2 separate regions of the Mus musculus genome follow, and region 2 is linked to region 1. Evidence: chromatin contacts called from public HiChIP or PLAC-seq data. All regions are on one chromosome and are shown on one strand. The core of a region is the stretch at or near the end of the contact, and the rest is flanking DNA. Distances in the headings are between cores, read along the strand shown. Region 1 has its middle 350 kb from the start of Gm24122. Region 2 has its middle 190 kb from the start of Gm24122.

Region 1 (4,965 bases), core at 1,631-4,130:
CTCCAGCTGCAGTCAGCACCATTCAGTGATCTTTGTAATGCCTGTAGAGGTAGTCAGTCAAGTCTGTACGGGTCAGCCTCCTGATGTTCTCACTGGGCACCTCTACAACCTGGTCTAGAATCTCTGCATGATTTCTTTTTTCTTTTTTTTTATTAGATAATTTCTTTATATACATTTCAAATTTCAAATGCTATCCTGAAAGTTCCCTATACCCTCTCCCTGCCCTGCTCCCCTACCCACCCACTCCCACTTCTTGGCCCTGGCATTCCCCTGTACTGGGGCATATAAAGTATGCAATACTAAGGGATCTCTCTTCCCACTGATTGCCAACTAGGCCATCTTCTGCTACATATGCAGCTAGAGACACGAGCTCTGGGGGTACTGGTTAGTTCATATTGTTGTTCCACCTATAGGGTTGCAGACCCCTTCAGCTCCTTGGATGCTTTTTCTAGCTTCTCCATTGGGGGCCCCGTGTTCCATCTTATAGATGACTGTGAGCATCCACTTCTGTATTTGCCAGGCACTGGCATAGCCTCATATGAGACAGCTATATCAGGGTCCTGTCATCAAAACCTTGCTGGCATATGCAATAGTGTCTGGATTTGGTGGCTGATTATGGGATGGATCCCGAGGTGTGGTAGTCACTGGATAGTCCATCCTTTCCTCTTTGCTCCAAACTTTGTCTCTGTAACTCCTTCCATGGGTATTTTCTTCCCTATTCTAAAGAGGAACGAAGTATCCACCCATTGGTCTTTCCTCTTCTTGATTTTCTTGTTTTGCAAATTGTATCTTGGGTGTTCTGTGTTTCTGGGCTAATATCCACTTATTAGTGAGTGCATATCTAATGACTTCTTTTGTGATTGGGTTATCTCACTAAGGAAGATATCCTCCAGATTTGTCCAAGAATTTCATAAATCCATTGTTTTTAATAGCCGAGTAGTACTCCGTTGCATAAATGTACTACATTTTCTGTATCCATTCTTCTGTTGAGGGACATCTGGCTTCTTTCCAGCTTCTGGCTATTATAAATAAGGCTGCTATAAACATAGTGGAGCATGTGTTCTTATTAACAATTGGAACTTCTACTGGGTATATGCCCAGGAGAGGTATTGCTGGAACTTCTGGTAGTACTATGTCCAATTTTCTGAAGAACCGCTGGACTGATTTGCAGAGTGGTTGTACAAGCTTGCAATCCCACCAGCAATGGAGGAGTGTTCCTCTTTCTCCACATCCTCACCACCATCTGCTGTCACTTGAATTTTTGATCTTAGCCATTCTGACTGGTGTGAGGTGGAATCTCAGGGTTGTTTTGGTTTGTATTTCCCTGATGATTAATGATGTTGAACAATTTTTTAGGTACTTCTCAGCCATTTGGTATTCCTCAGTTGAGAATTTTTTGTTTAGCTCTGTGCCCCATTTTTTAATGGGGTTATTTGAATTTCTGGAGTCCAGCTTCTTGAGCTCCTTGTATATATTGGATATTAGTCCCCTATCAGATTTAGGATTGATAAAAATCCTTTCCCAATCTGCTGATGGCCTTTTGGTCCTATTGACAGTGAATTTTGCCTTACAGAAGCTTTTCAATTTTATGAGATCTCATTTGTCAATTCTTGATCTTACAGCACAAGCCAATGCTGTTCTGAGAATACCCAAAATTGAATGCACTGTCACCAATCAATCATTAGGAAAATGTTTTACAGGCAGATGTTGTGGAAGCATTCACTCAGTTGAAGTTCTCTTTTTTCAGATAGCTCTAGTTTGTGTGACAGGTTAGCATAAGACTAGGCAGCACAGGTATTATGCACAATAATATATATTATATAATATATGTATATGTACACACATACATACATATATATATATATTGTGTATATATGAATATAACTATATAATGTAATCTCTCAACCATTATTTTTTTTTTTCTCATGATTGGTCTACCTAGAATCTTTTCTGGTTCCACATGAAGTTAAGATAGTTTTATATGAGGCAAGATGGTGATTTTGATTGAGATTGCATGGAATCTGTGCATAGCTGTTGAGAGCTGGCCTGCGGCTCACATGGACTGGCTTTCACCTGGGAGGCAAGCCAGGGCTGAACAGAGAGGGGAACTAGGTGGTCAAGAGAAAAATGGAGCTAAGTCAAGTTTCCTGGTCAAAGCTCAAATGTTTAATAGAAAACTGTGCTTATAAAGGGGGGGTGCATTCCCCCTCTAATCTATTCTTGGAGCCTGGAACCAGCTGCAGGATAGGGTGTAGTCATCCGAATAGCTCAGAGGCCTCTCAGCAGGTAGCTATGTCTTGAAGTCAGATCAGTGGCAGTGGCTGAACAATAGAGTCTTCTAGGCAGGAAGGCTCCACCTTAGGTAATCTCCTTAGTGGCAGCAAGGTCAAGGTCTGGATCAGTCTGCTTCAGGCTTGGGGGGGGGTACATTTTCCCCCCTGTTTATAATATTAGAAATAGCTGGACTGAGGCATAAAATATATTTATGCTCTATAGTCTCTGCTTGGGAGTTATGGTGGCTGGTGGCTGCTCCTGACTTAGGAAATCTTAGATCTTCCCAAAGCATCAAAATGCCATCATGGAGGCTACGTGGAGCTTGTTTGTGTTTATTTCACACAAGACATGGTTCTGTTGTGTGTTATTAACGGCCACGGCCTCTTGGCATGCAACTCTGTCTTCAACTGTTATGGTTCTGAGATCTGGGTGCCCGTCTTTGACTGTCCGGCCCTCATTGCACACCTTATTCCCAATTCAGTCCAAAGCCACAATAAGTACTTAGAATGTTTCTTCAGAAAGATTAATAACTGCCACTTGCGCTGTTGGAGGTGAGGCTGCACACTTGCTGCAGTAAGGCTGAAGGGCATTGACGAACCTGTTTGAAAAACAGAGTGGAGACAGTGAAAGGAAACAGTATAAAAGCTTCTTTGATGAAGTAAAGGTACTCCATTCAATTGCAAATTAGCAATGATCAAGCTTAGACTATGAGCTCCTGGTGTGGGGGAGTGGCTTTGAGAATTGCAGAAAGGCTGCAGCTTCTCTGGGAGTGGAGGCTGTGCTTCAAATTAACTTTGCTAGTTAATTAAGATTTTAGCTATCTTCCCTAGGAATCTCTAATTCTGGAATTATTACTAGACCAGTCCAAGATTGACTTAGAATAACTGGTCACATTGAGGGAAGGAGAAGAATCACTATAACTCTTTCTTGTGACTAATCTTTCTAAGTCAGATTACACGGTCTCTAACTTTCTATGTCCCATCAGGTTTAAAAAGCTTGAAGCAAGGCAGCTTAGCTTGTCCAAACTGGGAAAATGGCAAACAAATGTGGGACAAAAACATACCCAATTCAGCTTTCTTGTCACTACAGTCAGGGCACTCAATGAACTCACCTGTCAGCTTGTCACATGAATAAGCTGTCATGTTTCAGCAGCATTCTGTGAAGAGAACCTATGCTTTTCCCCTTCTCAATAAGGTAGCTGTTCAGGATCAAGCTATATGCCAATAAGTACATCCTTTTCATCTCACCTAGACATGATTATGTCTGGTTTTAAGATACTATGAGGCATTTATTAAGTTCTTTGACATCCAAATTTCAAAATTCTTAAAATAATAGTATGATTTAAATAATGTGCATGGGGATATATTAAATAATGTGCACGGTGATATTAGAAATGCCATTCTTACAATATTAATGCTACTAATCCATGAACATGGAAATATTTCCATTTCCTAATGTCTTTATCTTTTTCTTCAGGGTTTTAAAGTTTTTAGTACAGAAAGTCTTCACTTCCTTCATTCTTAGGTATTTTATTTTGAAGCTGTTATAAAGTGAGGTGTATAAATGGGTGTTCATGTAAAGATTTGCATATGTTTTGCCCAGTGAATGTCACTCTTATGAGGTGTGGTCTTGTTGGAGCAGGTGTGTCACTGTGGGTTTTGGTTTTTTTTTTTTTTTTTTTCCATTTTTTATTAGGTATTTAGCTCATTTACATTTCCAATGCTATACCAAAAGTCCCCCTTACCCACCCACCCCCACTCCCCTACCCACCCACTCCCCCCCTTTGGCCCTGGCGTTCCCCTGTACCGGGGCACACAAAGTCTGCGTGTCCAATGGGCCTCTCTTTCCAGTGATGGCCGACTAGGCCATCTTTTGATACATATGCAGCTAGAGTCAAGAGCTCAGGGGTACTGGTTAGTTCATAATGTTGTTCCACCTATAGGGTTGAAGATCCCTTTAGCTCCTTGGGTACTTTCTCTAGCTCCTCCATTGGGAGCCCTGTGATCCATCCATTAGCTGACTGTGAGCATCCACTTCTGTGTTTGCTAGGCCCCGGCATAGTCTCACAAGAGACAGCTACATCTGGGTCCTTTCAGTAAAATCTTGCTAGTGTATGCAATGGTGTCAGCATTTGGAAGCTGATTATGGGGTGGATCCCTGGATATGGCAGTCTCTACATGGTCCATCCTTTCATCTCAGCTCCATACTTTGTTTCTGTAACTCCTTCCATGGGTGTTTTGTTCCCACTTCTAAGGAGGGGCATAGTGTCCACACTTCAGTCTTCATTTTTCTTGAGTTTCATGTGTTTAGGAAATTGTATCTTATATCGTGGGTATCCTAGGTTTTGGGCTAGTATCCACTTATCAGTGAGTACATATTGTGTGAGTTCCTTTGTGATTGTGTTACCTCACTCAGGATGATGCTCTCCAGGTCCATCCATTTGGCTAGGAATTTCATAAATTCATTCTTTTTAATAGCTGAGTAGTACTCCATTGTGTAGATGTACCACATATTTTGTATCCATTCCTCTGTTGAAGGGCATCTGGGTTCTTTCCAGTTTCTGGCTATTATAAATAAGGCTGCTATGAACATAGTGGAGCATGTGTCCTTCTTACCAGTTGGGGCTTCTTCTGGATATATGCCCAGGAGAGGTATTGCTGGATCCTCCGGTAGTACTATGTCCAATTTTCT
Region 2 (4,965 bases), core at 1,399-3,898, 160 kb after region 1:
ATTGATCCAAAGATGTGGCTCTAACTGGTCTGTCCCCATATCACATTGTCTGGAGAGAATGAATACTTTGAAGATCCTAAAAGTAGGAGTGAGGAATACTGATGAATTGCTAGCTTGAGTGCATGACTTGAACTTCTTGAAAATTTCTTCCTGGAGTCATATTTTCTGTAAATTAATTTAACTATGGTTAATGTATTTTAATAGAGTACACAAAACTAAATGGCATGGGTTTAAGATTCTGGCCTATCCCGGCCATACCAGTTACAAAGCCTTCTCTGGATATTTCAGAAGAAAATGTGTTGCCGCAGACCCTCTGGGCCCCTTTGTCTGCGTGGAATGGGTCTTTAGTCGCAGGTGGGCAAACTGTTGGATGAGATGGCAGACAGATGCACACAGGAGAGGTTGTGTAGAATCTGAATGTAATTTGTCAAATCGAGCATCAAACTTTTTATACAGAAGAAAATAAGGAAGTTGGGTGACACGCCAGCAAGGTACAAAGAGGTTACTGGATTCTTACTTAAAACAGAGGAATGCAAACTCAGAAGGTCTAACAGGAACCACCTGGGATAGAATTCATTGTTAACAACTGGGATCAACAAGAGCTCCACCTAAGATTCACTTAATCTTAGAAGCCAGGGTCAAGGGCTTCCTGCCCTTGCCATAGTTCCTATTTTAGTCTATTGTATAGTCCACCTTTCCCTTAGGCCACTGTAAATACGTGGTATGGGTGTAACTCAGCTATCTACAGTCCTAAGTATCTATTCTGGTTTCTCTTTAGGTCTCAAACTTCCTTCTTCCTAGAAGATGGTAAATTCCTGTGTAGGGCAGAGACCTAGCTTTTATTCAAAGTGATAGTGTAATGAACGAGGCAATTCTGAATTTCACTGAATAGCAATATTCTTACTGAATTCCAAGCCCATGGTCTGCTCAAGGACTTTCTAGGACATTGGAACACTGGTGAAGGCTTTAGCTATGTCAGAATTCAATCCTAAAAGGCACTTATAATAGGATAATACTAAAAGAGAGCACGTGGATCCATACACCAGACTAATGCGGGAATGAAATATTAATGTATGGGTTAGAGAGGATGCCAGACTCCAGGAGGTGGGTTTCCGTGAAACTCTTTGCCTCGTGAGTAGCTTCTAAGCCTCTTGACCTGTCAAGCTGACTTGACCAGAGTGCTTGGCATTTGGTGACAATCATCTTTAGAATCTCAAGTGACAGTTGCATCCCCCATTTTGAAGCAACATAGCAATTGAGGGAGTGCTGTTTGCTAAGTATTCTGGAGTCAGTTTTCTTAAGCAATACCTGTGAGTGCTTATTGTGCTGTGAAAACTGTGTCATTAGTAACAGAAGCCTTGAAGGCAGATTTTATAACCAGGTTTTTTCATGTTGCAGAGTTATAAGCATGTGGCTTCTTAAAAAATAACTTTTAATTGCCACCTTTTAAATGACTCGCTGTTGCATTTATTTTTGTGTAGTATGTATCTATTTGTATGAATTTTTGATTTTCGCATACTCTGTCTCAAACATGAGTATTTATCTCCACAGGAAAAAATGAATGCTTACCTAGTTACAAAAGTTATAAGTTTGTAATTAAGCACAATGAAAACAATGTCAGGCTACATGGACTTCAGCCATAACACAGATATTACAAGTCTATCATGAGCATGCAATTACATACCAGTGATAAAATCCTTTGGAAATACCCCAATCTGGGTTTTAATGATATTAAATAATACAGTGTTTCTTTTGGTTATTTCCTAAGGAAACTGGTTCATTTTGAATATAGATATAGGCCACTGTAAAATTAAGAAAGTATTATATATTCAAATTCTTTGTCACAAGGAGCTATGGTGTGACTTGGTAGTTTGATGAAATGAGACCAGAAGTCATCATTTAAGAAGTTCTAATTCCAGTGATGTCACAGACAGGAGATCAAATATCTATTTAATTATCGTCATTTCTGTCCTGCCTATAAAATGCAGTCAGCACTTGTGATACATGTTTACTCCAAACTGAACAGTGGCAAATATCTTACTAAGGTTATTCATCTGCCATGGACCAGCCTCTCTTAATTGGTGGGGAATCAGGAGTTCCTGCAGGTGTGCATTGAGTAAGCAAGAATTGACAGACAAAGTTGGATGAGAGAGAGAGAGAGAGAGAGAGAGAGAGAGAGAGAAAGAGAGAGAGACAGAGAGACAGAGAGAGAGAGAGAGAGAGAGAGAGAGAGAGAGAGAGAGAGAGAGAGAGAGAGAAAGATAGAGCTGAATCAGAATGTTTTTTGTTCAAAATGAACACCAGACTTCTAATACAGAAGAAAAACAAGAAACTCAGGCCAACACATCCACCAAGTTACATTGGCACAAAAAAAAAAAAAAAAAAGAATGCATACATAAAAAGATGGAAGGAACCAGGCTTTGTTTACCACTGAGAATAGGAACAACCCTTAATTAAAAAGATCAGCTAAACACAGGAGCCAGGTGAATGCTCTGATGCAATGCTAGTCTATTGTTGAACCCACCACCAGGGGTTCTTTAGTAAATAGCTGATTATACTATTCTTCTCGGCCTAGTGAAGAAACCTACACCAGGGGAATTCCCTTCCACTAACCCTTTCATTCAAAAACCCACCTATTTGCTAGGCCATTGTGTATTCCTGTGTTTGGGTATGACTCCACTGGCTATTATCCTAAGTAATTACTATGCAGACTAGCCCTGAGCTTTTCTAGCTCTGTTCTTTGTAATGCCTATTTCATTTCACTGTCTCTGCTAGAAGTATATTTGAATGTTACTGAATAGGTAACATTCCTATTGAATTGCAAGCTCAGGGTTGGCTTCAAGGATTTTCTAGGAACCATTGGAACACTGGTGGAGGCTTAGCTATATGTCAAAATCAACCTTAAAGGCACTTATAATAAAACAATACTGAAAGAGAGCACACAAATCCAAACAACAGACTAAACACGAGGACAAGGTTTGAGTATATGGGCTATTGGAATGCCAAGGTTCCAGGAGGCTGTTTCCGTGAAACTCTTTGCCTTGTGACTGCTTCCAGGCTTTAGGCCTACCAAGCAGACTGCACTTGGAGTGGAATTAGCATTCATCTAATATTAGGCAAGTTACATTTTATTACGACAGAAGTATGGGGTGCCAAACATGAGGACTGCATGTGACATACACAGACATATTATTAATTTAATTTGTAAAAGAAACATTACATGATGAAATTTTAAATCCTAAAATGGGTTGAATTTTTCTGAAATAACTTGGAACAAGCACTAAGTACCCCTTTGAAATTTATTGCTGCTCATTATAAGAGTCTCAGAGGTATGTTATTGTGATAAGAATATAAAACTTCCTGATCTATATTTTTCACACTGGCTGGCTTTCAGAATATCTGTGAGAATCTTTATCAGGATGGTAAAGAGAAAGAGATATCAGACATTCAATTACCTGAACAAGCCAAATGGAAGAGTAATATGAAAAGTAAGTGCTGTTCTTGTGAAGCAGGAGAATGGCTGTACAGTGTTTTCTAAGATATTTTCAGCTACCAGAAGAAAGGGAACCTGTACTGCTCAGTTGGCAGACTCTTTCAATGTTCTCCGCTATCTAAACTAGCTCAGTTTGACCTTTAATGATCAAAATGAAATTGCTTTTCATTTCCTTCACTTAAGCTCCATATCTAAAGCAGATTAATACTTTCCAACTGTAAAATACAATTTAAGATCTAGAGCAGTGATTTCATAGTAAAAGAGCAGACTTAGGGAAAGATTAATGTCTACAGAAAAGCTCTGCTCTTACCTGTGTTCTCCTACTAAGAAATGGCCACTTTCTAAATTGTAGTCTTTCTTTTTCTTTGCCCATCTGTCCAATTGACCTCAGTTTTCTTTGAGTGAACTACTTTATGTTCCTGTATATATTTATGACAAAATGATATGATATGAGCATCTCTATTTTTTTTAAGTTGGAAATTCAATAACTTTCAGATGATAACCAAGACTATGGTGAAATGCAACTTGTGTGTGATAATTACTTACAATAAATAAGAAGATGGGGCATGGAATTATTTACCTAATAAGGCAGGAGACACTGTTTTTAGAATTTTAATGAGTACTAATTGGAACTAATTAGTGCCATTGTCCTAACTGGAAACAATACTAATATATAAAAACAAAACAAAACAAAACAAAACAAAACTTGTTCATTCACTAAAATATTGTCACAATTGCATTGTACATTGTACATTTACCTTGTAAAAGGTAAATGTACATTTACCTTGTAAAAGGTAACTAACTTTCCACAATATACTTGGTTTGTTAATAAGTACTTCAGTTTAATTACTAAGACAAGGCTTACCTGTAATTTGTACTCATTGTTAACTACAGATGCTACTTAATGGTTATTTCAGTGGTGTGTGTTTGAGAACAATGCACTTCAAAACTGGAGGACAACTATAATTATAATAACAGTTAAATGTGATTTTTAATTCCTACTTGTAGAGATAAACCATAGATATCCCATTGTACACACTTTACAATGACTGCTCAGCAAGATAGAATAAGTGATCTATTTAATATGAATAGATTTCAGATAGATACAACTTAACCATGTCCCCCAAATCACTCATCTAAGCAATGAGAAAAATCTTAATCCTGACCTCGATCCATGTTATACACAGATATCTTTGCAACAAATTAGTGCATGAAACTAGTTTGTATTGCATCTGTAGAAATACAGCCTCATAACATTAGCCTTGGAGAAGGGCATGAGCTAGCAGTATTCTACAAACTCGCTTACTGAGTCATACCTGAAAAAGAAAATGCCTAAGACATTCAGATCAAACTTGAAGCATCACATTGTTCAAAGAAAACAATCTTGTATCTGGGCTTGTATTTGGGTGGAGTATTAACTTTTCTTTCACAATTCTTTTCTTAAAAGCTTGATAAGTGGTGAAGAAAATTTT

The links. HiChIP or PLAC-seq counts read pairs in DNA pulled down with a chosen protein or histone mark.
Region 2: an H3K27ac HiChIP or PLAC-seq map of embryonic stem cells shows a contact between it and region 1, with 23 times the contacts expected there. The contact joins two enhancer-like sites. A contact is called at or near these places in 1 of 484 Hi-C or Micro-C datasets (embryonic stem cells), 6 of 115 datasets of contacts at active chromatin or transcription factors (embryonic stem cells and stem cell-derived neural progenitor cells) and 1 of 9 other capture datasets (embryonic stem cells).

The regions. Positions count from the first base shown.
Region 1 is chr1:101,754,426-101,759,390 of GRCm38.p6, forward strand. It overlaps the pseudogene Gm18969. Among named protein-coding and RNA genes, the nearest start is that of Gm24122, 350 kb to the right of the region's middle. Within about 2 kb of position 2,881, at least 9 of the 459 cell types and tissues checked have an H3K27ac peak or open chromatin away from gene starts, as enhancers often do. A contact at or near this core is called in embryonic stem cells, where this site is marked.
Region 2 is chr1:101,916,418-101,921,382 of GRCm38.p6, forward strand. No RefSeq gene overlaps it. Among named protein-coding and RNA genes, the nearest start is that of Gm24122, 190 kb to the right of the region's middle. Within about 2 kb of position 2,649, at least 4 of the 459 cell types and tissues checked have an H3K27ac peak or open chromatin away from gene starts, as enhancers often do. A contact at or near this core is called in embryonic stem cells, where this site is marked.